Linked DNA regions of Mus musculus: regions 1, 2 and 3 are each linked to region 4. A link is a contact called in public HiChIP or PLAC-seq, Micro-C and promoter capture Hi-C data. All regions are on one chromosome and are shown on one strand. The core of a region is the stretch at or near the end of the contact, and the rest is flanking DNA. Distances in the headings are between cores, read along the strand shown.

Region 1 (6,747 bases), core at 2,257-4,756, 800 kb after region 4:
ACACAGGAATAACCTACCTAGATATCTATGTGAATGAGGCTTGACGGGGGAGCACCATAACTCTGAAGGGATTTCAAACAAGGGCAGGACAAAGTCCTTTGACTCCTCACTTTCAGAGCAAATAGAACAGCAGAGTACAAGTTATTGGAGTTCTATATCTTCCACAGTGACAGCCACAATCCTTTACACCATTGTGACTGGAATCAGAACGTAAGATCTTCAAGTCCAGCTATTCTCTGACTTCACTGAACGAAGACTGCTGTGTTTACCCAAGACAAATGGAATCAGAATCTGACTGGGGAGTCACGATTCAGGGCATATAAATATAAGTAGCGTGTCTGCCTAGCATGCTCAGGGCCTGGGTTCTATCGATAGAACCACTTACATTCACAAGGAAATTAATTCTCCCAAACAGTTCTGACATGGAAGTGGGGCTGAGCCAGGATTGGCAATCTCTTAGCAACTGTGAATCCCCTGCCCCGTGATAAGAGAAGGCAACAGGATCAAGAGTGATTTGCCAAAGGAAAGAACAGTGAGTAGGGTTAGCCACTGTCTAGGAAGCAGGCTTTCCTTTTTAGGGTCCACAGATCCTAAACCTGCTTCATCTCGTAATGTTTAGGGCTCTTCCCCACCTCCTGGAACCAGTTACCTTTGTAGGCCAATAAGCTTCCACTTCTGGAAATCCATAATATGCAAAGGGGAAGAAATCCAGTGCTTCACCGGCTTGGCATAGCAGCCATAGTTGGGAACAAAGATGGACAGTGCAGTCACCAGCTTCCTGACAATGGTTTCATCTTCGCCCAGGACCACAAGTGTCCTCCCACTGAGCAGGGAGTAGATGGCTGGGTGGGCAAAAGGGTACTGGCGGATGAATTTTAAGGCATTCTGGCCAGCTCTCTTTTTGTGCCTCTCAGAGGATAGGCCAGCAGGAGGTGCTGAGGGGATTCTGTCTGAGCTGGTAGAGGCCGCACTGCCCATGTAGCTAGTGGTATCCGAGTAGTTATCCAGGCTCATCTTACTAACATCTCGGCTAGCCAGAAGGCAGCTTGGATCCAGCTCATAAGCTGGGAACATTTCACAACTGTTGTCTCGGGGAGAAGGGTCAGTGTTTTCCACTCCGAAGTCCACGTGGAGCCCCTGGTCCTTCTGTATGTAGCGCTGTGGGGGAATGCTCACCACACTGTCCTCATCAGAAAGAGTGTAGGCTGGGGTTGGGAGAGGCACCAAGTGACCTTCACTCTCCTTTCCAATACAGCAGCTGGAGTCTATTTGGGATGGGATATTTTCCAAGTTGCCCTCCTGAGTCTCATCCGGTTCTGGTGAGCCGGCACTTGCCTGGAAATGGATGGCCCCCTCATTATCCGCATAGGCTTCTTCTTCATTAATGGCACTTGGGTAACTGGCCTTAAAGTCATCAGGAATGAGGGCCTCAGAAGGGCAGGTACTTAAGACTTCAATGCTGTCCTCGCTGATTGTCCTGTGGCTGACCGCTTTGCTACGGACTACATGGGGGCTCAATGGCACGGTGAGGCTGGCCTGGCTGTCAGATTTCGACAACACAGAGGCTGACTTCTCGGTGCCCAGCACCTCAATGCTTTCCCCACTACTGATGCTCCCTTTCATATCCATATCCAGGTAGTCCAGGTTCTCTTGGGGGTCAAAACTGCGTGCCTCTGTTGCCTCCACCCCCGTGTACTCTTCATCGCCAAGTTCCTGCTCCATCTTGATCAATACAGACTCCACACTGGACTTGTAAGAGCCAACGCTAATTAACACTTTAGGAATGGGGCATTCTTCTACAGGCTTGGGAGGCAGCCTGTCCTGACTGGGCTGAGAGGGTACATTCTCTTGCTTTTCCATCCTGTCATCCACCTCTACAAAATCTTCAAAGAGGAAATTCGTTATGGGCTGTTGTTTTCGAAGCACTCTGTCAATCTGACTGGTCAGGAGGTAGCACAGGTCTCCTCTGAACATGTGTTCAATGTGGCTAAGCTGGGCCAGGGTCTGAGTGAAATACTCAGTGTCACAGAGTTCCTCCAAGGTCTTCAACTTCTTGTCAAAACACTTGGTGGACTTTGCTTTGATGAGTTTGGGGGTGTAAGCCGGTCTGCAGGTATAAAGGTCTGCATTAGCGGACTCCTCAGGATTAGAGGTAGTGGATACCTGGTCAGCCTGATCCTGGGTATGCTCTGTATCACCAGGCTGCAAGTCAGGGATCTTCGTCTTCTGACGAGGGTATGAGCGGATCTGCCTCAGCAAATCTTGATGTTCGATGATGGACTTCTCCACATTGGCCAGTTCATTGGCTTTCTCAATCGCCTGAGAAGAATAAAAACCCTTGTCGTTGGCTTTCTTCTGGATCTCGGTTTCTGTGTGTAGCACTGTCCTTGTGTAATCCAAGTCTTTCAGCTTTTTTTCAAGTTCCCCAGCGAATGCCTTCCTGTTGCCCATCTTCAAGCACTCAGATGCTTTGGAAAATTCGGCCGAGAGCTCTTGGAACTGCTGCATGATTTTATGCTGGTCTGCGGAGATATAAGCCATACAAAAGGGCCTCACAAAGCCCCTGGCCTCCAGGTCGTACAAGGTGAGGTGGTGCACATATGCAAAGGCCCCTTCCTTAGAGTCTCCCAGTACCACTTTAGAGTCTTCCACAAAGTTCAACTTGGGGTAGGCAGAACCGGGAGGATGGCCTACGAATGAAGCCTGGTAATCCACCGACATAATCCGCAAAGAGAAGTAATTAAGATCAAAAGTGCCAAAAACTTTGGTGTCATTGGGGATGGTAAGCAAGGGCTGGGGTCCCACCTGCTCAGAGAACTCGGAAATGAGGATGAAGTCCCTGGAGAACTTGGCCCCAGACAGTTTAGACCAGGGGTTTGCCCCCTGGCTGGCATAAGGAAAGAGAGGGACTGAGTACTCCTCAGGCAAAGCGGGCTCATTGTAAGGTTCTTCCTCGTATTCATCTTCCTTGGTGAAGGCCACCACATCAGGGGCGCTGATCATATTTCCTGAAATATGGCAAGCACATTGAGAGGAAATGGAAAATAATGTAGGGTTGGTCGGAGGGAGAGTCAGGCCTCTGGATGCGAAAACGAAGTTCTTGCGGCCTTCTTTGCACTTCCGGGGATCCTAAACTGCCCTGTCACACAACGAAGAACTCGAATTGCCGCAGACTCTCAAGGTTTGGGACCTGTGATGCCCTGGGCAAGCCTCATGAACTCCAAAGCTGCAGGTCCAGATGACGGAGGCTGGCCATTCTCCAGCGTTTGCCCGGGCCGGCGCAAGGTTCCTGAAGCTAGGTCACCAGCACTCCCCGGAACCTACCGGCGACATCAACAGTCCCAGCTCTGATCGTGTCATTAATCCTCGCCACGGGCTACCGCAGAATCAGTCAAATGAGTCTCCCCACGACCTAAGGGCAGAAACTGTCGCCGCTCCTAGGACCGTACTGTCCCAGGGAAGCTACCGCGGCACCGCCATCTTGGTATCACATGACTCCCCAGCATCAGCGTCGCGTGACCCGGAAACGCCCACACAGACTTCCAAGTTAGTGGCGCCTTTTAAGAGGCCCTGCCAATCAGATCTTCCAGAGGACAAGTCCCGTTAACTACCCATTGTCATAAAGAAAAGGAAAGTAGAATACAGTGGGGTGGAAGGGAGGAGGAGAAACGGTGTTGGAGGAACGTGCACAGGGCATGAGGCATTCTGGGAGTTGTAGTTCAAGGCTGCTTAGTGGCGCAGTGGGCGGAAGTTGTCTGTGAGCGCGAGTTTAAGCGAGACTCGGACGTGTGGGTTTCTGATCGAGGCGGCAGTTGCCTGGAAAAACTGCATTTATTAAGGTGGCTCTCACAGTTCCTCGTGGCTTTTCCTCTGGGTTCTCCAGCATGCACGGGCACCCGTGGAGTTGCTGCTGGAGCAGGACCTAGGGAATGATCTTCCCGGTCACCCTCTTAGCGTTTCAGTGGCACCGACGGCCTGGAGGCCGTGCCCTGTCCCGCGCTGCCATGGAAGTGGCCTTCCGAGGAGTGCGAAAAGTTCTCTGCGTGGCGGAGAAAAACGACGCTGCCAAGGGGATCGCCGACTTGCTGTCCAACGGGCGTATGAGGCGGGTAAGAAGCACTTGGGTTCTGCTTCCCTGAGGAACGCCCACAAAGTCCGACAGCGCGTTGGGTACCGGGAGCCCGGGCGAAAGCGACTCCGCCTATTTTGCGAGAGGCCCCTCCCGGCCGCCCTCACTTCTCGGTTTCTCCCTAGCCTTCAGGCTTTTTGTAAATGTAAAACCTTTTCACGCTTTTGATAGACCTTTGCTCGCCGGATCTGTCTGCTCGGCTCACATACCAGTGGAGCATTGCTCTCCCTTCTTTGGGTCTGGAGTGTGAGAACACGTGTATTTTAAAACTCTTCCTTGGTCAATCACAAGTTCAGTAGTATTGGAAAGCGGTAACCAACTCCTTTATCTTGGCGTTCAAGCCTTACTTATGGAATCCTGTCCCTGCCTTCTGCAGACCCTGTGACTAGGGTGGTGGCACCCTAGGGGTAACACTTAGGTTTAGGAACTAGAGAAGTCAATTACTACTCCTATAGACTGATTCTAAGATACACGAAAGATAGGATTGTCTCCTGACAAAACGGAGGTGAGAAGGGTAAAACCCCAAGGACTGTTGCGTTATCATTCAGCTGGAGGCCCTTCCTAGGAGCTGTTCCCTTTTCTTTGCAAACAGTTGGATCTCCAGACCTCTGCCTCCAGTTTTAAAATACCCGGAAGGGGGAGCCAAGGTTAGGTGGGCGCTGGCCCCTAACTACTTCACCTCTTAAAAATGTCTTTGAGTAATAATTTTTTCTTTTCTGTTTTGGAGACAGGGGTCTCACGATGTAGCCCTGGCTGTCCTGGAACTTGCTAAGTAGATCAGGCTGGCCTTGAACAATGGAGATCTGTTTGCCTCTGTCTTCTAAGTACTGGGGTTACAGACTGACATTCAGCCTAACTACTGCTTAGATCTCTCTCTCTTTTATTTTTTAATGTCTATGGGTGTTTTCCCTACATGTATGCCTGTGTATCAGACACATGCCCACCGAGGCCAGAAAGGGTATCAGATCTGGTTGTGAGCCACTATGTGAGATATGGGAATCGAACCTAAGTACTCTGAAAGAGCAGCAAGTGCTCTTAACTATTGAGTCATCTCTCCAGCCCCTTAAATGTCTTTTTTTAAGGAGCGCCCCCTGCCCCCCATACACGCACACACTTGGCCGGGGATTCTTTTCTCCCTCTCCCCCACCCCCTCTCTTTCTCTCGATGGCTAGTTGGTTGGTTTTTGGAGACAGGTTCCTCTGTGGTGTAGTCCTGTTTGTCCTGGAACTCACTATGTAGACCAAGCCAGGGCTTCTGAATCCTGTACCATCACAACACTTAGAAGGCATCTACAGTAATGAGACTGCCAAAGCTGGAATAAAAGAGATTGTTGCTGCTTTGTCCATACCATTGAGTAGATTGGAATTGAGTCTTTAAAACTGTATTTTATTCAGAGGGCTGGCAACCCTAGAAGACAGCTTGTCTCCAGCTGGCAGGTTATATAGAGACAATGGGGGTGAGGTAGAGAATGAAAGGCGGTCAGTCGCTTTGGAGTTCAATCGTGCCCCCTGGTCAGCCATATTTTGAGATTTGTGTTGTTCTGTAAGGATAAGTAAGAGTTAAGTTTGTAGGAAGAAATAAAAGATGAGAAACTAGATGAGCTCAAACAGCTAAAGCAATTGATATTTAATGCCAGAAATGTGGTGTTTGTAGTTCTGACTATGACATGACCAGGGCACAGGACCTCAGCACTCAATGATCAGGGTCCAAGAGAATACACATTTCTTGCTTCAGGCTGGGATTTTTGTAGCTAAGGATAGGGAGTGGGTGAGAGGGATTTGTTTGGGGCAGAATGAGGAAGTTAGCTGTTTTCCTTAGATAAGCAGTTTGGTCTGACTGCCAGGTCTGTTGTCTCTGCCACCACTGGGTATCTGGAGTTGGGCCTGCTGCCTTCTGCAATCCTTAAATATTTATTTCTTGGAACTTTGATCTCAGTTCCAGGAACTTGGCTTTTGGGGAGATTCATGTTTCAATTTGGAAGAAATGTCGTACAAGCTTAAGTGTGGTAAAGTATGGGTTGTATGACCATTATACTGTCTAGTTCCAGAAGGTAACTTTTGTCTCTTTATTTTTTTTAAGATTTATTTATTAATTATGTGAATACACTGTAGTTGTCTTCAGACACTTCAGAAGAGGGAGTCAGATCTTATTACAGATGGTTGTGAGCTACCATATGGTTGCTGGCATTTGAACTCAGGACCTTCAGAAGAGCAGTCAGTGCTCTTAACCACTGAGCCATCTCTCCAGCCCAACTTTTGTCTCTTTAAAAGAGCAAGTACCATTGTTAGCTCTGTCATGCCCACCACAGTTAGCCCGCTCTGCTGTTAACTATTGATGTTGTTAGGGGGTTGGAGTTTTTGTGTTAAGAGTCTCATTCATGTAGCTGACTTGAGGTTGACCATAAAGTTGCTAGGAGTGGAGGCTGGCCATAAACTTTTTTTTTCTTTCTTTCTTTAAACTGGAATAATCAGTTTATCTTATTTTTATTTTTGTGCATGTGGTGTGTGTGTGTTTGTATGTGTGTGTGCACGAGTGTGCAAGCACATGCTTGTGCCCTTGAAGGCCAGAAAAGAGCCCTGGGGCCTCTGCAGTTATAAGCAGGGAAGGCCCCTTGATGT
Region 2 (7,652 bases), core at 3,376-5,875, 560 kb after region 4:
ATGGGCACAGCTGTGGGCTTATAGCCCAAGACAATGAAGAAAATAGAAAATGAAAACACTAGGGGCAGATGGCACTGGGTTCTATGGTGAGAAAACAGTGGTACAGAGGGGAAGGGGCATAGCTTTGCTGCCATGAGGAATTGTGGGGACGGGCTACAGGAAAGAAGTGGCATTGGGCAGCATGTGAGTGTGGAAAGGAAAGGGTCATGTGCAGACCTGGGAAGGAGTGGTCCAGATGAGGGAATGGCGCAGGCATAGGCCCTGATGGAGCCCAGGCCTGCCATGTTGAAATCATGGCAAAGAGGGCCAGAAAAGAAGCAGAAGCAAGTGCACACAGTGAGAGAGGCCAGATCGGAACCACTGAAATGCTGCCACCCAGAGCCAGTCAAGCACACAGTAGGTATCTGAGCCACAATGGTCTGCCACTCCATACCTTTTACTGTTTATCCTCTAACCATCTCCAAGTCCGAGTTCTTCCAAGAAATGGGGCCACAGGTAAGGAATAGAGGGGACCCTTCAGCTGCCCAAAGCTTGTAGGGGACATTAGGGGGCTTCCAAGCCAGACCCACAAGGCCACACCCACCCTCAAGAAACAGCTGATACCCAGCAAGAGCAAAGCTGCTCCTGGGGCAGCTGAGAAAGGCACCCATCCCCATGCCTGCTGGCCAGGCCCACGAAGCCGTATTTGGTACTATAGGCCTGAAGGCTAACGAGGGTGCGGGGCCAGGATCTCTGAGGTCCCCACAGACTCACACTGCCTCTGTTGTTGTCACCTCAGCAGTCAAGGAGGAACACGAGAGCTTTAGGACATCTCTGTGGGTGAGAATGGGCACAGGGAACAGCTCAGAGTAGGAGGCCAGCATTTGAGGCCACCTCCACGGAAGGCCACCTCTCCCTAGCCAGTTTACCTTGCAGCTAAAGGGTGACTGGGCTACACTGTGATCTCCAAGGCTTGGGCACCAGAAGTCCACATGGACTTCTCCATCATGGGGTCCCCTCTGGAGACTCCCAGTCTTGCCAAGCCTACAATACCCCTTATAGGCGTGTTTAAAGGCTCTCTTCCCCTTCTCCATCCTGGGTGTCCCAGGGCTTCCAGGCTTCAGTCCCAGCAACTGAAGGAGCACCTATGTGTTTCTTGCCCCACCAACCTCTCAAACACCCCCATTTGCAACTCAAACCAAATCTTCCCTACACAGTGAAACTGACTTACGGTTCCTTACTGTTTCTGTATGCGGGACACTCCAGAGCTCACACCCACTACAGCTCTGGCCACATCACAAGACGGCTGCCACTGAAGCCGCAGGGAACATTTATGGAACACTAACCTCATGCCAGGCTTCATCAGGTCCCAAAGAAGTAACTTCCTGGGAGATAGGGAGGCAGGCAGGCCCTAGGGCTTAGTGGAAACTTCCCCGAGGGTAGATAACTGCCCTCAGTAAATGTGTCTGTGAGCAACGGAAAGGTGCAGCCTGTCCCTGGGAGGGCCCTAGGCTCTGGGTCAGAAGCACACAGGCTACCACAGAAGCTCCAACACCTCCTGGCCTCTGTTCCCATCCATATAGTGGAGAGAATACGAGCCTCTGCACTGGCAGGCCATTAACAAATTAAATTAGCTGGCCCAGCTCTGGGCCCTCAACTCCTTCCTGGGGCCAGTACCTCTGGAAAAGCCCCTTTGTCACCACAGCTCCTCTGAAGCATCAGCAGCCATGCCTGAACCCAGTCCCAGACAGCTCTCTTCGTTCTTGCTTTATCTACCGTTTTTCCCTGCTGTCTGCCCCCTTACCCTCTGCTCCCCAGCAACCCTCCGGAGACGTAGGCTTAGCTTCCCCCTCCTGCTGCCCATGAGCTGCCCCCTTGTCTGCCTCTCGTCAGTGTCAGTCCCTGGCAGGACTCCAATGACAGTCCACAGGGAGGGGTAACTGTGCCCATGTTTCACTCACAGCACAGCCCTGGACACAGCCCAGCCACCAGGCCCAGCTGCATCTGTTGCAGGAAGGGTCTTGCCCAGAGCAGGAGTTAGGATCAGGGAATTGAGACCGACTATTGAGCAAAGCTCACAGTATACTAGCAGACCCTGCCCGGGGGCTGGCAAGGACCACAGAGATGGCTGAGACTGATGACGCAGTCACTTCCACAATAGCTTTGTGCCAAAGCCTTTGGGTGCCATGACTGGTCATACCAACTATGGCTCCAGGCACCGGAGGCCTGGCTGAGCCAGAGGAAACTGTCTGCCGGCTGTACTAGCCCCAGTGTCGCAGAGCCTAGAGGTGCCACTGTGGCCAGTGTTGTTACTGTTATTGCTGCCATGTTAGTTCACTGCTAGAGAGCCACTCAGTACTGCCCAGTCCTGCCTAGGGCAGAGCAGAGAGAAACACAGGAGTCTGCATAAAAAGCCTTCTGATTCGGGGAAAATGAGGCAAACCTTCTGTTTTGACCTAACATGTTGCATGGCTCTGGAAGCACCTGCCGCGGATACCTCTCCCAACACAGCACAGCCTCCTAAACCTCCCTCCACTAGACACACATCTACAGGGGACCTTGCCTAGAGAGCTCAGTGATAGAGGACAAATCCATCACGCCATTGTGCCCACCCAACCCAAGACAGATGGGAACAATTAGGGCTTGAAGTACACAAATGTCAGTCCTGTGTGAACACTGTATTTACAAGGCACTTTCTGTCCGCATATAGCAGTATCTCAATGGAGAAGATGGTCCAGCAGCACCAGCTCTACCTACCTTGTCCCTAAGGATGTCTGAGCCTCCCCCACCCCCCATCCCCGTTCCCACAATGCTGAGGCTGGTCTGGTGGGCCATATGCCCACAGCCATGCATTTATTCTCACGAGTGGCTCAGCCTATCCAGGGTCACCTGCTATGACAAAGACCCTTGTGTCTCCTGACCAATTGGAGGGACCCCTTGAACACAACTGATGATTTCAGAAGAACTGAGAAGTCTCTTTGGGGTTCCCCTACAGACCCTAAAGGGATGCAGAGGAAGGAATATTCAAGGAGAAGCCTGGTACTCAGATCCGCCTCCCCTCCCTGGCCCTCTCCTGTTCATGGGCAGATTTTGGTAAAGGGGTCCCAAATCAGGCACCTGGTGCAGTGCCAGGCTGGAGTGAGTCTAGTCAGGTGGGACAGCAGCCAGGGCGGGCTTTTGCTTATCTCTCAAAGAGTGTGTAAAGGCTGGGAGCCTAAGCCTTGTGGGTTTCCACCTTGGAGGAGGCGGCAGCTGATTTCTGTGAGCATGTGGGCACCTAGGCAATCCAGAGAGCTGAAGCCTCTAACCAGTGCTCAGGAGGTGGATGCCAAGGCCAGGAAGTCCCTAGATCATTACTGCCAGCTTTGGGCTTGGGTACAGGTAGTAAGGAAGAAACTAGAAAGGACCAAAGACAGTATCACACTCTGGGAATGGCCAGAGGGGCAGCCCCAATCCCACCAGGTCTATCAGTAGGGCGGCAGAACCTCCTAGAACTGGAGGCCTTCACCAAAGGACAATTTCTTGTGAGCTCTAAGGTAGTCATAGGACATGTGCACAAATTAAGGCAGGTACGGGTGTCCGGGTGTTGGGTGTCTAGGGCCTCAGCTCTCCCGCTCTCCCCCAAAGCTCTTCATAGGCTCGCCACCCCAGCTGCCTCTTCCAAAGGGTGCAGTTCCCCCACAGGACACCAGAATAGACTTGTGCGTCTAGGAGAGACTCTGCACTGAGCCCCTTTTGGGGTTTCTCAAGACCAAATTTAAGAAGCAAAAGGTGCCCTGGACTTGCAGGCTAGATGGATGGTTAAGAACCACCTCCAGACTATTTTGACTCCATTACAGCACAGGCGACGGGAAAGAAATGTCTCCAAAGATCCCAGGTCTTAGCCGGGAGCATTCTCAGGTCGCTAGCCAAACCTGTGCACTCACTCTGTACCCCATCTTGATCACAGGTCTCTCGGGTAAGGTCACGCCTAGGACCTATGCCGCGCGCAAAAGTGGCTCCGCCCGCTGCTTTACGAGCCCCCTCAATCCAGCCGGCCGAGGGGAATCAAGAGCTCCTCAAAGTTTCCGAGAGCCGCCCCTCCCGCCCCCGCAACACATATATACACCCCTGGAAAGACGTTAGCCCGGAGCAAAGTTCCCTGGTGGCTGTAGCCCGAAACATGGCAGGGGAAGAAAAGCTCTCTGTCAGCATTTCATCTGGTGGTTCACCACGGGAAAGGAGAAAAAGGAACGGAGGGAGCTCTTCTGCCTCACCTTCCCTGTTGCTGCACCACCCCTCGTTCACCCGGGGCGGGAAGCTGTCTGCGGGGAACTGGGGCCGAGCGGGTGGGCCGTGCGCCCGCGGCCGCGCTCTTACCTCGGTCAGTGGCCGGGGCGCGGCGCGTCCCGCGTCCTCCAAGCTCCGCGCGGCCGTTCCCGGTCCCGGCCGCCGCTGCGCTGGCTGCATTGCCACCGTTGCCGCCGCCGCCTCAGCGCAGCCCCTGGGAGCGCTCCACGCCGAGGGGCGCGTCGCTCCCGGGCGCTGGGTGCCACCAGCCAGCCATAGGTCGGGGGCGCACGCCCAGACGGCGCCCCCAGCCACTCGGCGCTCGCTCCGGGCTCGCCGCTGGCTTCTGTCGCTCAGTCCCGCGACAAGAAGCGCCGACCCACCCCCTCCCCCGCCGCAGTTATCTGATCCCGGGCAGGGCCGGGCGCGCTCCCCTGAGCCGGGTGTGGGTGTCCTGCACCTCCCAACGGGCTTCGATCGTACAGGGCACCCTCCCCCGGCGACCGTTCTCAGGGAGGCGGTGGCAGCGCAGTCGCGGCGTGGCCGGGGGAAGACGGGGAACGAGGAATGGAGGGCGAGGAGGCGGCGGGAGGCAGAAGCTCTGCGCGCACCCAGCTCCGCGCCCCGCTGCCACAGTAGCCCTTCTCGGTAACTCCTCCAACTCTCCGCCAAAAGCACGCCCGCCCTGCGCCGCGGCGCCGCTGATCCCGCCCACCACCGCCCTGGCCTGGCCCGGTGGCCCCTCTTGGCCCCAGCTGCCCCCCACACGCACCAGCCACTTGCGCACTGGAGCGCGCGCGCGCGAACACATACGCGCGCACGCGCGTGGCACACACACACCCATACACACACATCTTCCTGGGGACACGCGCACACACAGGTGCATGGCGAGCATATAATAAATACTCAGACTACAGGCAGGCAAGGGAATCTGGACGGGCTGCACACAGCAGGATAGCAAGCTCAGGCGACACCTGCACGAGATGCATGTGATGAGGAGCGCGGTGGCTAAGGTGCACAGGTGCAGTCATAGTCACATATGCACATACGGGGTGGGATCAGTCAACACATCCACACAGGCTCGCTTCTGAGCTCACGCGTTCTTTCCCCTTACACACCAAAGCACAGGGTTACAGGCACACCCCATCCTCTTTAAACACCATATCGCTTCTTCCCATCATGTGTTGTATTTAGCTTTCATCTCTTGCTTTTTCTGTGCTCCTCCTTCTGGCCTTTCTGCTGATTTGATTCCATGTGACTCCCCTCCCCTTGCCCACTCTTGTCTGGAAGGCACCCCTGGTACTCTCCTCTCCCAGTCTCCTGGAGCCTATTGTCTGGGCCTCGCCTCCTGCAGAGCCTGGACCTTTCAGCCTAGCAGACAGATCAGCCTAGCTGGCCTCAGGGAAATCCCATTTTATCATAGAGCTGACCCCCAGCTCAACCCTAACACTGAAGAACCAGGTCAAGAAGGCTGGTCTGCAGGCAGAACACAAGCTTCACAAAACTCCCCAGCCCCCTGGTCTCCAGCCTCTCTGTAATGTGAAATATAATTATGCATTTGAATAGCAGAGACACTCGATGCAGGATCCTAGCCAAGAAGCGCAGCTTTCTGGCCACCCAGATGCCCAGGCTCTGGAAGCTTCTTCAGCGCTCTGCAAAACCCACCATCCCACCTCCAGGAGCCGACTCCTCATCCAGACCCCAGAGTCCCCAGAAAACTCTCCCACTTTGGGTTATGCTTACCCTAACTCAACTGAGCAACCCTGAGCGCCAGGTACAACAGCACTGGGTCTCTGGATTCCCTGTGATCACATGGACATCATGAGGTTCCCTGAGTTATGGCACTGGGGTGAGGGTTAAAAGAGATGAGCGCATGTACAGTTCTTAGCTGAGGAAGGGGCTGAGTCAAACGGCTGGTGGGTCTTGGGTGTTCAAGCAATCTGTGCTGGCCTCTGTGCCAAGGACTTAGCTAGAGTTACTCTGCTGCCATTACGATCCTCTGGGAGGCCATATGATCTATGGACCCACTTTACAGATAAAGACATTGAGGCTCATCAAGGAATAGTTGCTTATCTAGTTTCACAGTGGTAGGGAGAGGTGTCTCAGAACCAAGTGTGTCCTTCAGATGGCCATGCCTTCCTGTCTAGTCACTGTTAGGGGCTGCAATAGAGAGAAAACGGGTAACCCCAGGGACTCTATTCCCAGGTCCCCAGGCCCCCAGGCCTGCCTTGGACAGGCACATGATGTCCTGATGTCTACCTTCTCCTGAATGAACAAGGAGAAAAATGGCTCAGATGTCCCTGGTCCACTCTACCCAGCCCTGGTGTCCAGAACACAGAAGCCAAAGGCAGGAGTAAGGAAAAAATCCCCCCCCCACAGTCTCTACCCTCTCTGGGAGAGCAAATTCAGGTTGCATTCGGGGGCCTCCACCAGACATCCTAAAGAGCTCACAGCATGCTGGTAGACAAGAAAACGGACAAAACATTACAGGGCTCCACTAGGTCTAGGATCTTAGGCTGATCCTATAATGAGTTCAAGGGTGGAGCATACATCCGCATATACAGCCACACTCGGCTGCTTTTCTGAGCAAGGATCTCAGAGGCCTGCGTAAAGCCAGGGTAGGGTTTTTCCCCCTACCCTTTCATCAGCCACATTTCACAGATAGAACCAGCATCTTGTCCAAGGTCACCTAACAAAAAAGACCCACCAGAGAAACCACCCCAACTCCCATAAGCACTCAAGAGCTCTGCACTCTAGACTTCCCATCCCACCCTCCAGCTTACAAGCAGGGACCAGCTTCATTTCTTAACCAAAATCTCATCTCTTTTTGGGACATCGTGAGTCTTCTACCAGGCTCATGGTCATAACCTTCCTATGGAGAGCAAACCCATGCTCAAGATACAGTGACAGAGGTCAGAGGACAGCCATACAGGAGACTCTCTCTAAGCAGGGCTCCAGGTGTGGACAGGGTGGGTCATACCATCCCTATCTCAGGAAAAGACATCCTGCCTCCCTCCAGAGCTGAGGGAGGGAATTTTCTAGAATGTGCCCAGCCTCAACACAACTGCTCCCAGCATAGGACCCAAGGACACACTTCTCACTGAAGTCCCACATCCTTCTCTGCAAAGCATGGGTGGCCACAAGGACAGAAAAGCAATTCCTGCCTTGCACGGCACAGAGATAAGTTGTCCTGTGCATGCATGCATACATCCCCAGGGGCCTGTGTGGCTGTCCCTCAATCTGAGAGAATCCTCCTGGACAAGGCTATAACTGGGACCCTGTCCATCCTCTCAGCCGAACGCCTGTGCCTGTGTGCCCTTAGAGTCTCAGGCTGGGGCAGCCAGAGGAAGCCATCAGCTTATTTGGAAACCCTTCCTTGACATAAGGACAGCAAGAACAGCAAA
Region 3 (6,881 bases), core at 370-2,869, 750 kb after region 4:
AGCTAAGCTTCCAGGACTCTTCCGAAATGTAGAGATACTACTACTGACTTCATACTCTGCTGTGATGAGGAAAGTGGGTATCTACAATAGACAGATAGTGGTGGGTACTCCAGTTAGTTTCCCTTCCTGCACTTCTAAAACAAGTAGGTCTTGATGCCTAATTCAAACCTTATCACTAAGGGGTCCCTTGCCACCTGCTACTTCTCTAAAGCTTTCCACTACCCCTACAGGGTTACAAGACTGAAAAGTCTTTACAGGCAATTCCACTAAAAGTAGTAAGTACGGGGCTGGAGAGATGTCTCATTAGTTAAGAGCACTGACTGCTCTTCCGAAGGTCCTGAGTTCAATTCCCAGCAACCACATGGTGGCTCACAACCATCCGTAATGTGATCTGATGCCCTCTTCTGGTGTATCTAAAGACAGCTACAGTGGGGCCAAGGGCTTCCAAGGCTGTGGGTTATGGGAAGCTCTAAGGACAGAGGGCCAATGAAGGCTGTGGATATGCACAGTGGAGACTCTTTTAGTTACTGTATTGACATTGCCTGCACTGTGTATTGCTCAGACAGGATGTGCTGGGCACTAAAGATCATGCTGCCCTGGCACCCAAGTGTTAAGGTCAGCCCTTCAACCCTCTGCTTGACCATGTGAGCATCCTGGATCCCAAACATGAGATCCTGCCCACCACCACCATCTCAGAACAAAAAGGTGGGAAGCCAGAGCCAACTAACATGTCCCAGTCAGTGCCTACAGGGTCTTAGCAGCTGTGTCTGGAGGCTGGCTGTTGTCCTGTAAAGACATTTAATAAAATATCGCATAAAAAGGAAAAATAACAAAAGTAAATACCCACCTGAGAGCTAGTGCAAGTGTTTGTGTGGAAAGGCGTATGTATTAACTCTCAAATCACTATACTAAAGGCTAATGAACTGAGAGTAATGTATGAGTACCATGTGTTGAGTACATGTAGCCACTAGCTAAGCCCTTGCAAGCAAAAACTTATTTACTCTTCACTACTGCCATATTTCTAAAGTTTTAACTGAAGAAACGGTCGCTGAATGTTTAAGGCATCCACCCACAGTTGCACCTGCTAACCGGCACAGTTAGGGTTGGAAGTGTCTAATCTAAGAAAGCTGTTCTCATGGATGTTCCAAAGTCAGAATCTTGCTCGCCCTTTCCGAAAACCCAGATCTCCTAACCATCCCCGGGCAGGAGTGCCACTGGGGTCATGCCACAGTAGCTATGCACACGCGACCTTGCGCGCTCTAGGCTCCAGACCCTGAAACGCACACACAGAGACCAGGTGATCTCCGCGATGAGCGTGCCGGGGCGGAGTGCCTGAACCCTGCTTCCTTCACTGTGGGGCGCCGCGGGGAACCGGAAGCTATCAGGATCCACAGCCTCCCCAGAACGTGCTCAGCCTCACTCAGTCACTTAAAGCAGATGTACCCCGCGCCTCCGCTTTAGACAGGACACCGTCCTCATTTCCACTCACCAAGAGGTTGCAACATCCCTAGCCTTTACCTAAAGGACGGAGAGATCATGGTCAATCAACTTCATGCTCCCGCCTCGGAATTGACGAAATGCAGCTTGGTTCCGTCCAATCACAATACTCGGGAAGCACATGCGCTCTGAAGATGCGCCCAACAGAGGTAGAGTTTAGCCTTTGCGGTCTAAATGACGTCAGTCTGCTTAAGTCCTATACCGTAAATCTTCCGGAGGAAAATTCTAAGTAGTGGTTTGGGTTCCATCGGTTTTCAGAAAAAACTGAACTTGCTCTGCAAAGCTGAGTTTGATGGCATATGGCTGTTATCCGAGTACTTGAGAAATGAAGGGAGGCAGCTCAGGAATACAAGGTCCCCTTTGGGCTAGGCTGCATGACACTGCTTCAAAAAGCAAAAATAAATGCTACAGTTGCCAAGATTATTATAAACGGCGATGTGATGTTGTTACAAAGATGGGGAGAGGGGGCTCGGTTTTTGTTTTTGTTTTTTAAGGAGGTTAGAAACAGACCTACACATAAGTAGTCACTTTTCCTTCCAACAAGGAGCCACATTTAACACAACTAGGAACGTACTATTCTAGTATTACTATTATATATATATATATATATATATATATATATATATATATATGTATATATATATATTACATACATACATTATATACATACATACATATATACATAAATACATATGTGTACATATATACATATATATACATACATATATGTCACTATTACATGTAATATTAATACTATTAATAGTGCTAAGTCTAGGAACTTTCTTTATTCTTTTTCTTTCTTTCTTTCTCCCCCTCACCCCGCCTCTTTTTGGGTTTTTGAGACCAGTGCTTTCTTTATGTAGCCTTGGCTGTCTTGGAACTCGTTCTTTACACCAGGCTGACCTCGAACTCACAGAGATCTGCCAGCCTCTGCCTTCCAAGTGCTGTGAGTTCAAGACTAGCCTGGTCTACATCGCGAGTTTCAGGACACCCAGGACTACAGAGAGAGACCTTGTCTCAAGATAATAATTATAACAACAACGTCAACAACACAAGAGAGTGTATAAGCAATACAATTTGTAATACATATAGCTGGAAATAAATTTTATTTCAAAAGATACAAAGTTTGCAGAAAAAATTATTATCTTAGTTTTTCAAGACAGGGTCTCTCTGTGTAGTCCCAGTTGTCCTGGAATTTACCCTGTAGACCAGGCTGGCCTCAGAGATCTGCCTGCCTCTGCCTTCTGAGTGATGGGATTAAGGGCATGAGCCACTATTGCTCAGCAAATTTATTGTATGTTCATTATTGACTGTTTATTGTAGATGAGAGGAGCTTGCATAAAGATATTTCATGCAAGTTTATAATGTACTTTGGGCATACTCTCCTCCATTCTCTCTAGCCTCCTCTTTCCACCCCCACTTAAGTGTAAGGAGTCACACAGACACACACCCTTCTCTGTGTAAGCTGAAGCCAAGTAGAGAGTTGAGTCGGAATTCCATCCCTCACTGACAAGACCACTTCCCACGTGTGAAAAGAGGCCATGCAGAGAGCAATAACTAAACACTCTTTCCCCTCCCAGTGTCAATGGAGACTTATTAGAAGTCTGGACTTCCATTTGTACCAAATAGTAACAAAGAGTTCCTCTAGGTGTCAGTGAAGGACAAGTGGAATTTACAGACTTCCACATCCATCTGCCAATAGCAAAAAGGCATAAGATTATCCTGCCAAAGTATTGTCCAAGGAAGCCAGCTTAAATGGAAAATGGAAATAGGATTCAGACTCTTAAGGTACTTAGAAGTCCAGGTTTCTGTCAAAAAGCACTAGCTTTGGGCTAGAATATATAGCACAATGTTAGAGTACTTGTAAGCATATGCAATGCACTCAGTTTTATCCGTAGCACAAGAATGAAAATTGAAAAGCATATGTTTTTAATAAGAAACTGAACTTTTTTCTTTTTTAACATTTTTTATATTTTTATTAGTCCTTTGAGAATTTTGTACAATTTTTAAAAAAGATTTATTTATTTTATGTATGTGAGTACACTGTCCTTCTCTTCAGACACACCAGAAGAGGGCATCAGATCCCCATTACAGATGGTTGTGAGCCACCATGTGGTTGCTCGGAATTGACCTCAAGACCTCTGGAAGAACAGCCACTGCTCTTAACCACTGAGCTGTCTCCAGGTCAACCTTTTTCTTTTAAAATCTTTATATGTATGGCTGCCTCACCTACATATATGTTTATGTACTAATTGTGTGCCAAGTTCCCAGAATCTCTAGAAGAGGTTATCAGATATACTGATACTGGAGTTATAGGTGAATGTGAGCTGCCTTGTGGGTACTGGGAATTTAAACTGGGTCCTCTGGAAGAGCAGCCAGTGCTCTTAACTACTGAGCCATTCATCTAGACCCTCCCCACCCCCGATAGATAACTTTTAGATGGTGCCTCTCCTCTCCCTCAGGTGCCTCTTCCTCACTATCTTGCTGGCTTTGGACCTCTTCTCCTCAATAAGCTTAAACAATATATCTATTTCTGAGTCCTTCAACAGCAGCTGCCATTGGGAACAACAAAGAAAGGAGACTCAGGTGACAGGGAAATATCTGCTTGGTCCTGGATCAGCAAGCTAAGAAGTTTCATGGATATTCTATCAGTTAGGGTTCTCCAAAGGAACAAAGCTCAATAGTTTATATATAGATATAAAACAAAATGAGATAGATAGATAGATAGATAGATAGATAGATAGATAGATAGATAGATAGAATTGATAGAATATATATATGGATGGGGTGTGAGTGTGTGTGTGTGTGTGTGTGTGTGTGTGTGTGTGTGTGTGTGCATTTTATTAGAGTACCTTACAGGATACAGTCCAGGTAGCCCTACAAAGTCTTTCTCACTGTGGAAAAGCCAAAGTCTGCTAGTTCACTCAGTCCTCAGTCCATGAGGCTGGCTGTATCAGCAGATCAGCAGTCTCAGTGTGGTTCTGAAGTACTTGGTGGAGTCCCAGAGAGCTGCTGGCATTCAGTCTACATTGGAATCCTAAAGAAGTTGGACTTAGCACCAGCCCTAGAAACAGCACAGATGCACTTGCCAGCAAGAGTAAGGGCAAGCAGGAAGCAAACCAAAGCTTTCTTCTTCCACGTTCTTTTATCTGGGTTGCCACTAGAAGGTGTGGTCTTGATTTAGAGTGGGTCTTCCTGTTTCAAATAACCTGATTAAGGAAAATCCCTCACAAGGGTGCCTAGCAGTTTGGGTCCCAGTTAATTTCAGATGTATTCAAGCAGGCAAACAAGATTAGTGATCACATTCTCTAGTGAGCTCCCAGGAGATGTAACAGCTTTACGGACAGAATGAGAGAGATTAGTTCTGCCCTACTTAGCTTTATGCTCCTATTCAGTAAGAAGCGACAATGTACTGGATGATCCTCTGAGCTCCCATCTTCAGGAGTTCATCTGGGCCTGCTCGAAACTGACCATTCATAAAGGAGGGGGTGGGAAAAGCCATGGAACCCTCACCTGAGTATCCAGCTACCCTTCCACCAAGTTATATGCAGTTCTTCCCTTGGAGCCTGGAAGGAGGGGCTAGAGTATCTAGGTATGTAAGAACCAAGAGGGGGAGCTCCAGTTATGGGGCCATGGGTTAACCATCATCCCTGCAGGGTACAGATCTTTCCATATCAGCATTAAGGTCACCAATCCTCTTGCCTTTAATCCCGGACCAATTGCTCTGTTGGTCCTATTAGCAAGCCTATTCATTGGTTCCCCTCAAGTGTACCTTGGTGGAATCAAACTTTGATTTGTCATTGTGACCCTGAGGGGTGAGTAGATGTTTCTTAGCATGTCCTACAAAACCCAGGGTGATGTAACCACAGGCTTTTCTACCAGTACACCACTTCCTGAAATAATGACTCTGAGACTTAATTATATCTGAATGCCTAAGCCACAAGCTTTGGCTCATTCCTTAACTAACCCTGGGCTCATAACTTAATTAACCTGTGTATTCTATTCTGTGAGATCCACATGGCTGGTTACCTCTTCTCAGTTTCATGTGCCTGTCTCCTGAGAGTTAGGGCGAATCTCCTCTTGCACCTGACTCTATCCCAGAGTTTCTCCCTCCCTACTGGAACTCCCACCTCCTTGTTCCTGACTCAGCTCATTGGTCAATCAGCCTTTTATTGACAGGTGATGCTTCCATATAGTACACAGAGATTCTTTCTACTGGATGAAAATTATTGGAACAAGTAGAACAAGCCAAGAAGGCTGATCTTCTGCCTTCCACTCTCGATTCCTACCTAAGGAATCAAGGAGAGAGGAGCAGTGGTGGCGCACGCCTTTAATCTCAGCAGTTGGGAGGCAGAGGTAGGCAGATTTCTGAATTCAAGGCCAGCTTGGTCTACAGAGTGAATTCCGGGACAGCCAGGGCTATACAAAGAAACTCTGTCTCAAACAAACAAACAAACAAACAAACAGTGGGCTGGAGAGTTGGCTCAGCAGTTAAGAGCACTGACTGTTCTTCCGAAGGTCCTGAGTTCAAATCCCAGCAACATTTGTCCAGCTATCTGTAACGAGATCTGGCGCCCTCTTCTGGAGTGTCTGAAGACAGCTACAGTGTACTTACATATAATAAATAAATAAATCTTAAAAAAAAACCCCAAAGAAACAAAAAAGGAATCAAGTAGAAAAGTTTCTGGGGGGAAATTGAGATGAACAAGCTTAAGGAATAGTTTAGCCACCTGGAACTCAACCTGGCCTATGCACACACTCTCCTAATAATACATTTGGCAGCCCAGAGCACTCATCTGAGTGTACAACACACATACACAACCTCTCCAAACAGTGTACCTAGCAACTTGTTAGCAACCTAGGGAATCCATCTGTGTTAGGCTCCATGCATTCTAAACAATAGAGTAAGTTTCCCTTGCTGAGCGGTGGTGGCACACATCTTTAATCCCAGCACTCAGAAGGCAGAGGCAGGCAGACCTCTGTGAGTTTTGAGTCTACAGTGTGAGTGAGTTCCAAGATAGTCAAGGCTATACAGTGAAACCCTGTCTCAAAAAAAAAAAAGTTTCTCTTAATGATCCTTAAACTTAGATTCTATTCCTCTCAGGCACAAGCGATGGAAGATTAATCAGCCTGACTAAGTTTTTGTGTACAGCAAACTGGGTCTTCAGGGTGAAGTTTTAGGGGAAATCCCCTATTCACCATTCTGTGCCTGTGCCTGTGCATTTGATTAGAGTAGGTGCATTCTACGATGCCAACGTAAAGCACTACTCTCTGAGCTGTTGCCATCAGAACAGCAGTGAACACTCAAAGGAGCGGGCCTGTTAACTGTTGCCACTCCTACATAGAAGGGGGAGGCAGAGAGTCCTCAGACTTTAGTCTTAGTC
Region 4 (7,440 bases), core at 4,626-7,125:
TCAATCCCAGCACTTGGAGGCAGAGGCAGTCAGATCTCTGAGGCCAGCCTGGTTTACTGAGGGAGTTCCAGGACAGCCAGGATTACACAGAGAGAAACCCTATCTTGAAACCAAACCAAACCAAACCAAACCAAACCAAACCAAACCAAACCAAACCAAACCAAACAACAAAAAACAAAACCAAAAACTCAAAACCCAAACACCTAAGCAATCTCTCCTGCCTCATTATGTTTGGTAGATTGGTCCCAGTTCAGGTGCACTCCTTTCTTAAAAGGAAGTTGCTTTGCTTAATTACTTTCCCCTGAGAATATTTGTTTCCAACAGCAGGGACCCGGGCACACCACACTTGCAGTGGGTCACTATATAAGACAGCACAGAAAGCTGGGTGGTGGTGGTGGCTCAGGCCTTTAATTCCAGCACTCAGGAGACAGACCCAGGATGTCTGCCTTCAAGGCTAGCATGACCTACAGACCAAGTTCCAGGACAGTCATGGGACACAGAGAAACCCTAGGGTGGAGGCACGGGGCAGGGGGGAGGGGACAGACAGCACAGACAGTCCCACCATTGAAAATCTTAGGGTGGAGCTTGTGGCTGGGAACATTTGGCTAGCATCTGTAAGAGCCTGGGTTCAATCCAAAAATCAGACAGCGATTTAGTCAGTAATGTCCTCTATGCCTAGGTATGTACCAGAAATGTTTTATCGTTCATCCTGAGACAGGATAGAAAGACAGGAAAAAAAGCCCCTCACTCAAAAGTCTGGTAGATATCCTATATCCTTCACCAGCACAGGGTTGTCTCTAGGCATGGTAGCACACACCTTTAATTCCAGCGCTCAGGAGGCAGAGGCAAAAGCAAGGCAAAACTCTGAGTTTGAACCTAGTGTACACAGTTGAATGAAACACAAGGAAATAAATGGACGCCGGGCAGTGGTGGCGCACGCCTTTGATACCAGCGCTTGGGAGGCAGAGGCAGGCAGATTTCTAAGTTCGAGGCCAGTGCCTAAAGTATGGAGAAGATTTTTATTGTGGATATAAGGGAGAAAGCAGGCAGAGGGACGAGTCCAGGTTGAACATGGTCAGCTGACTAAACCGGACCACAAGAAGAGAGGCGGAGGGGAGCAAGAGGATGCTCAGGCTAAGCCACAGTAGCCAAAATGGCCAAGTGGAATCAGGCTTGGGGGACCTAGGGGGGATGTCCAGTCCTGAGAAAGACAAGTTGGGGATAGGGGGCAGGGTGATAAGGAACTGGGAGGAGCCACAGGAAAAAGCGGGATTGGGAAGAGCTGGTCAGCACCTCTTTGATATGTTAATGTGCACCTCAGCCACAGGTCCCAAGTTTCTGAGACCTAATACCAGAGAGTTCCAGGCCAGCCAGGACTTTATAGTGAGCACCTGTCTCAAAACGAAACATGACAACATAAGCCGCTTCTTAATGAACTCCAACTCCGATTCATACTGGTTCACTCTCAAATTAGTTCCTGCTGCGAAAAGTCCTGGGTTCAGAGTTGGCCATGTTGGAGGTGACGCTCTGTTCAGAGACATTCCCTTAATTCCCTTTTAGGGACCTTGACTCAGAGAAGCCAAACCTTTCCCTTGGCTGGGTGTGGTGGAGCATGCTATTAATTCCAGGAGGATCTCCTTAAATTCAAGGCCAGTCTGGTTTACAAGATGAGTTCTAGAATAGCCAGAGCTATAGAGTGAGGCCCTTTCTCCAAAGCAAACAAGCAAACAAAACAAAACAAAGCTACACCCTTGGACGAGCCAGTGTAAAGCAGAGTTAGAGCTTATTAAAAGACATTTTAAAAAGATTTATTTTTAGTTATGTGTCTATGGTGCCAGAGATATTGGACGCTCTGGAGCTGGAGTTGCAGGTGGTTGTTAGTGTGTGATGTGGGGGTTGGGAATTTAATTCAGTTCCTCTGTAAGAGTAGTTCGCACTATTAACTACTAATCCATCTTCTCATCCTCTAAAGGAGATTTTAATATAGATTTTAATTTCAGCATGAAGTTAAAAGAGATATTTAGAAGAAACTAAGACATACTGGAGAGCATAAGATGTGAGGAATTTATTGTCTTTCTTTTTTTAAATTTTTTTTATTATTATATTTTTATAATATACAGGATTTTTCTGTGTAGCCTTGGCTGTCCTGGAACTCGCTCTGGAGACCAGGCTAGCGTTGTTTGTACTCAAACATCTCCCTGGCTCTGCCTCCTGAGTGCTGAGACTAATTGTTGCAATAGCCTTATATAGCTCTATGTATCCTTTTGGTCCGTTTTTGAAACTATTTGCCTTTAAAAGTTACTAAAGAATCTGACTGAAGGGGGTTGGAGAAATGGCTCAGTGGTTAAGAGCTGTTCTTCCAGCTGGGCGTGGTGGCCCACGCCTTTAATCCCAGCACTCAGGAGGCAGAGGCAGGCGGATTTCTGAGTTCGAGGCCAGCCTGGTCTACAAAGTGAGCTCCAGGACAGCCAGGGCTATACAGAGAAACCCTGTCTCGAAAAAAAAAAAAAAAAAAAAAAAAAAAAAAGAGCTGCTCTTCCAAAGGTCCTGAGTTCAACCACATGGTGGCTCACAACCATCTGTAATGAGATCTGATGCCCTCTTCTAGTGTGTCTGAAGACAGCTATGATGTACTATATAAATAAATAGATAAAATAAAAATAAAGAATCTTACTGAAATCCTAGGGTGGTTTCTGAGGAGTATCAGACAGGGCTGCAATTGATAAGGTAAACTCTAAATAAAGGAAGTTAGGAGGAAGTTATCTCCATTGTAAACAATGCTTGGGAGAAGCATGAGCCTGGTTAGGATCCAGGTCATAATCATTCAGGGCTTTTTTTAAATATTCTTTTTTTTTTTTTTTTTTTTTTTTTTTGAGACAGGGTTTCTCTGTATAGCCCTGGCTGTCCTGGAACTCACTTTGTAAACCAGGCTGGCCTCGAACTTAGAAATTCGCCTGCCTCTGCCTCCCGAGTGCTGGGATAAAAATCTTTCTCTTTTTTCTTTGTTATATATAAGTACACCGTAGCTGTCTTCAGTCATTCCAGAAGAGGGCATCAGATTTTGTTACAGATGATTGTGAGCCACCATGTGGTTGCTGGGATTTGAACTCGGGACCTTAGGAAGAGCAGTCGGTGCTCTTAACCACTGAGCCATCTCACCAGCCCAAAATATTTCTTTATAAAATACTCTATGTTTTGAAGCTTCCCAGCAAATGTTATTAATTATTTTTAATCGAGGTGGAACTTTTGCTTCTTAGCTGGCAAAAAATTTCATCCAAATTCTGAAGTGAGGAGCTCTTCTTCTCCGCTTCGTTCTCAGACCTTGACCTTTCTCGTGGGTCTCGGCTTCACCTCAGCAGAAGCCTCTGAGGAGAGTCTTTCAGGCTGTTCCAGAGGATGGAGCTGTCTCCACCCTTGCCAGGCTGCTGTCATTGTCAATCTGGAGTTGTAAATGGGGCAAGGCACTATTATTTCAAGACAGTTCTCTTTTCCTCTAAGCTCCATTCTCTATAATGAGATTGTTGGGTCCCCAGTGTGTCATTTGACATGCAGGGTACTTTGAACTGAAGGACATTAGAAAGGTGTTGCCAGCAAAGTCTCTTTCTGACCCTTCCCTGCCTTTCTATATCCTATGCTCTTTCATCCCTCAAGCTGAGCCTCAGAAACTAGAATTCCTCTCCACCAAGATCAGCCACAAAGCCCAGACAATCTTTCTGTGTTGTCCATGGAGAAGTTCTGTAAGTTAGCCTGTAGGTCACTAGACCTTGCATTCAGAATGGGTTCTGTATATATCTAGAAAGCCAAGCCATAAAGAGAATCAGAACAGGCAAACCTCTCTGGTCTCCTCTCTTAGAGCTACCCTGTTCTGTCTAATCATGTCTCTGTATGGTGGCTCATTCTTCATCAAATGAACACACATAGGGAGTAGGTCAGCTTTCTCTGGGTCTTTTGAGTCTTTACTGCTGAAGGCTTCTGGCCACATCAATGATCAAGTCAGCTGTATTTTGCCCACTCCTGTTAACTAGTCTTTTGTTACAGAAGTGGCTGTTACTTTGTGATAAGGAACAGAGAAATCACATTTTCTGAAACCCAATGGGCCAGTTCAAAATGGAACTATAGTTTTTATGGCAAAGCAGGTACATAACATGTGATTTCATTCATTAATCCAGGGACACACTGTAGCAGTAAATTATGGGTCAGGGCTTCCAGCATCCAGAATGTTCTCCAGCTAGACTTTCAAAAGAAAAGTGACCACATGACCTTGTGTTAGGGGTGGCCTCCAGCTTTAATATATCGTGGGCCGAGAAAAGGACTCTAAATTCCCTGCTTTTGAGACCCAGGTGCCTTTTCTTTCTTGTGAATTTGTGAGTTCTTTATAGGAAAAATGTACTTGTGGTTCTGAGAAGTACAATGACCTGCAAACTCTCCTTCAGTGAGCAAAGGCAGAATGAAATTTTTGGGCATAGATTGGTTACAGAAATTGTCTTAGGGTTTGCATTGCTGTGAAGAGACACCATGACTAAGGCAACTCTTTTTTTTTTTTTTTTAAGATTTATTGATTTATTCTATTTAAGTATACTGTAGTTGTCTTCAGACACACCAGAAGAGGACACCGGATCTCATTACAGATGGTTGTGAGCCACCATGTGGTTGCTGGGATTTGAACTCAGGACCTTCAGAAGAACAGTCAGTGCTCTTAACCGCTAAGCCATCTTTCTAGCCTGGCAACTGTTATAAAAACAACATTTAATTGAAGCTGGCTTACAGGTTCAGAGGTTCAGTCCATTACCAACATGGCAGGAAGCAGGGCACAGTCCAGGCAGGCACACTGCTTGAGGAGCTGAGAGTTTTACATCTTAAATTGAAGGCCAACAGAAGAGTGTCTTCCAGGCAGCTAGGAGTCTCAAAGCCCACTCCCACAGTGACACACTTCTTCTAACAAGGCCACACCCACCCCAACAAGGCCTATTCTCCTAATAGTGCCATTCCCTGGGCCAAGCATATTCAAACAACTGAAATAGTTCCCTGTACTCTCCCCTTGAGCCCTGATTCATGTCCTAGACCCTGTTATGAGGGCTCTCTGCTAGCAGTTTTGGGGTCTAGCCTTCAGTTCTGACCCTTCTGAGATCCTCTCTTGGGGAAAGAGGGAAAGGACTCTCCTTACCTTCTTGTATAAGGCTCTGCTCTCATCTCTGGCCTGCCTCTGTGTGCTGTAGCTTGGCATGTGGCCGGCCCTACATTGCTTTGTTGGGTGCATAAGAGTGAGACTGCAGGCTTGCAGTTGGGGTTGCTAAATCCCAGTATCCTGATGAATCATGGGAGACTCGAGCGGCCGAGGGTTCAACCACTTGGGCTGCCAAAGTTCTGGACTCAACCTTTTTATTGAAATGCACACACAGAAAAGTATACAAATCTGAAATATGCATAAGTGAATCTTCATGAAGTGAACGCACTTGTAGCAAAATAAATCAACCCTGTCTGGCACCTGGCCTCCTTCCTGTCTCTTCATCACAACATTTTTCACGTGCAAGAGGAAATACTAGGAGACCATGGTTCTGATTAGGCTAGGCGGGGTTCTGTGCTTGAGGATTTAAGGGAGGAGCATGGATTGATGGTTAAGGTAGTTATGTATGCCCTGGGGAATTGTTGAGGTAGGGGGGATGTGTTGGACTCTGAGTTAGGGCTTCATAAATTTGTTAGGTTTGTGTAGAAGCAGGAGCTATTTAGAGAAGGCCTTGGGGGCATATGTGGGAGGGGCGGACCGGTTTGGAGGCGGGGCCTAGGAGCGAGGCAGGGCGGAGCCAGTGTGTGTGGGAGGAGCCTCCGCGCTCGGAGGGCGGGGCTCGCGCGCGCGCGCTCGCTGCCGGCGCGCCCCCTCTCGGCCGCCATGTTGGCTGGCGTGTGGGTGTCAAACGCTGCACAGGCTCGGGTCGCTCCCGCTTCTCCCGCGTCGCCGGCGGCTGCAGCCTTGCACTCGCGCTGGCCAGGAACGGAGGTGAGCCGGGACTCGCGGGGCTTGGTGTGGTGGTGGCTCGGGAGTCGGGGCGGGGCGGGGCTGCGCGCAGACCTTCTCTTCCAGTGCGTGGACGCCCCTAAGAGCACCGGCTTCCCCCTCGCCGGCCGGGGCGTGCACCGTGCGGCCAGCCGGACCCCACCCGGCTGGACGGCTCAGCCAGGCCCCGCCCCACCTGAGCCCGCTCGGAGCCGAGAGAGAGGCGACGTCTGCCTCCCGGCTTTGGCTCCTGTCCTCGCCTCACACCTCAGCGACAGAGCCTTCAGTTTGGAACAACCCCGCCCCTCCCCAGAGCGTGCTCGCCCCTCGAACCGGGTCCGAGCCGGCCGGCCCTCCCTCAGGGGACCGGGGGAAGGGGATACTCTTCCCCACGTCTTTCTCGCCCCCGGGACTGGATTCCCCTTCCCGGCCCCCACTCCACAGCACAGCGGGGACGGGGGCGGCGAAGCCAGGCTCCAGCTGCCTTTTGTTCCGCGTGGGATGGCAGAGACCTGGCGGCCCTGTTGGGCGAGTCCGGGTGGGCGAGCCGCGCGTGGGGTCGGCCTCTTCCGGGAGACCCTCGCTCTCCCGTGGGCCGGCTTCGTCGGAGCGCGAGCCGAGCGCGTTGGGAGAGGCAGGCCATTCCTAGAGGAGTCCGGGCCAACAGGTTTTTGTTTGCAACCTGAAGTTGGCCCAGTGGTTTTGCAGGGGGAGCAGATTGTCTGAGCTCCCTAGAAACCCTAGGTCGGCCGGTGTAAGTCTGTTGCTTGGTCTCGGGCCTCAGTCCTTCCCAGCGGCCTCTTCACTTTAGTGCTGCCTTGGGAACGCATTTGAAGTCTATGTTTCAGAAAAGATAGGATTTAGCTATTCTTGTGTTTTTTGACTAGGGGAACTAAGGCCCAAAATGTGTTAGCTTGCCCAAGGTCATCTAGGGATAGGGTGTTTGACACAGCTGGAAGCCCCAACTCTGGGACACTTAAGGATTTCTTCAACGTTTAGGATTCCCCCAAATCGCTTGCCTGCTATTTTTAACATTCATACAAGAAAATGGGCAAGGGAAGATGAGAAAGAAGTGTGAATTCTTCTTTTGCACAGTCAAGAAAATACCCTGTGGAAGAAGGGATTGAAATTGGGTTGAAATGATTGAAAAAGGTGAATTTCTTTGATCCATGTCCCTATTATGTAATATAAGAAAGACTTAACGGGAACTTTGTGGTCTTGTAACTCTAGATTTAGAGTGATAGCGGCAGATACTGGATTCTCTCTCGGTGATCGGCTTTGCATTGGTAATTAAGCTTTCCATCTATGTATTGTTGGTAATGAAGCTCTTGTCTGTATTTAAACGAGCTTGGGAGGAACTGCAGCTTTTCTTAGGGCATTTGTGATTAATGATTGTGTTGGGGAAACACCTGTAGGTCTTGGTTTTTTTTTTCTTTTTTTGAATGTTT

What was found. Promoter capture Hi-C pulls out the DNA fragments that hold promoters and counts their contacts. Hi-C and Micro-C count contacts between places; a contact is called where the count stands out from the background. HiChIP or PLAC-seq counts read pairs in DNA pulled down with a chosen protein or histone mark.
Region 1: a contact with region 4 is called in a Micro-C map of embryonic stem cells, with 6 times the contacts expected there. The contact joins the promoter of Smcr8 here to the promoter of Epn2 in region 4. A contact is called at or near these places in 2 of 39 promoter capture datasets (cranial neural crest and liver), 1 of 484 Hi-C or Micro-C datasets (embryonic stem cells) and 1 of 115 datasets of contacts at active chromatin or transcription factors (embryonic midbrain).
Region 2: a promoter capture Hi-C map of embryonic stem cells shows a contact between it and region 4, with 3 times the contacts expected there. The contact joins the promoter of Kcnj12 here to the promoter of Epn2 in region 4. A contact is called at or near these places in 2 of 39 promoter capture datasets (embryonic stem cells and pre-B cells).
Region 3: a contact with region 4 is called in an H3K4me3 HiChIP or PLAC-seq map of pro-B cells, with 4 times the contacts expected there. The contact joins the promoter of Dhrs7b here to the promoter of Epn2 in region 4.

The regions. Positions count from the first base shown.
Region 1 is chr11:60,774,284-60,781,030 of GRCm38.p6, reverse strand. Smcr8 (Smith-Magenis syndrome chromosome region, candidate 8 homolog (human)) reads right to left here and starts at 3,506. Exons shown (of 2, transcript NM_001085440.1): 1 at 650-3,506. The coding sequence starts at 3,003. Top3a (topoisomerase (DNA) III alpha) reads left to right here and starts at 3,666. Exons shown (of 19, transcript NM_009410.3): 1 at 3,666-4,109. The coding sequence starts at 3,930.
Region 2 is chr11:61,019,537-61,027,188 of GRCm38.p6, reverse strand. It overlaps Kcnj12 (potassium inwardly-rectifying channel, subfamily J, member 12), which reads right to left and starts at 4,625. Exons shown (of 2, transcript NM_001267593.1): 1 at 4,339-4,625.
Region 3 is chr11:60,825,369-60,832,249 of GRCm38.p6, reverse strand. It overlaps Dhrs7b (dehydrogenase/reductase (SDR family) member 7B), which reads right to left and starts at 1,619. Exons shown (of 7, transcript NM_145428.2): 1 at 1,519-1,619. The coding sequence starts at 1,538.
Region 4 is chr11:61,578,122-61,585,561 of GRCm38.p6, reverse strand. It overlaps Epn2 (epsin 2), which reads left to right and starts at 5,875. Exons shown (of 11, transcript NM_001252188.2): 1 at 5,875-5,995.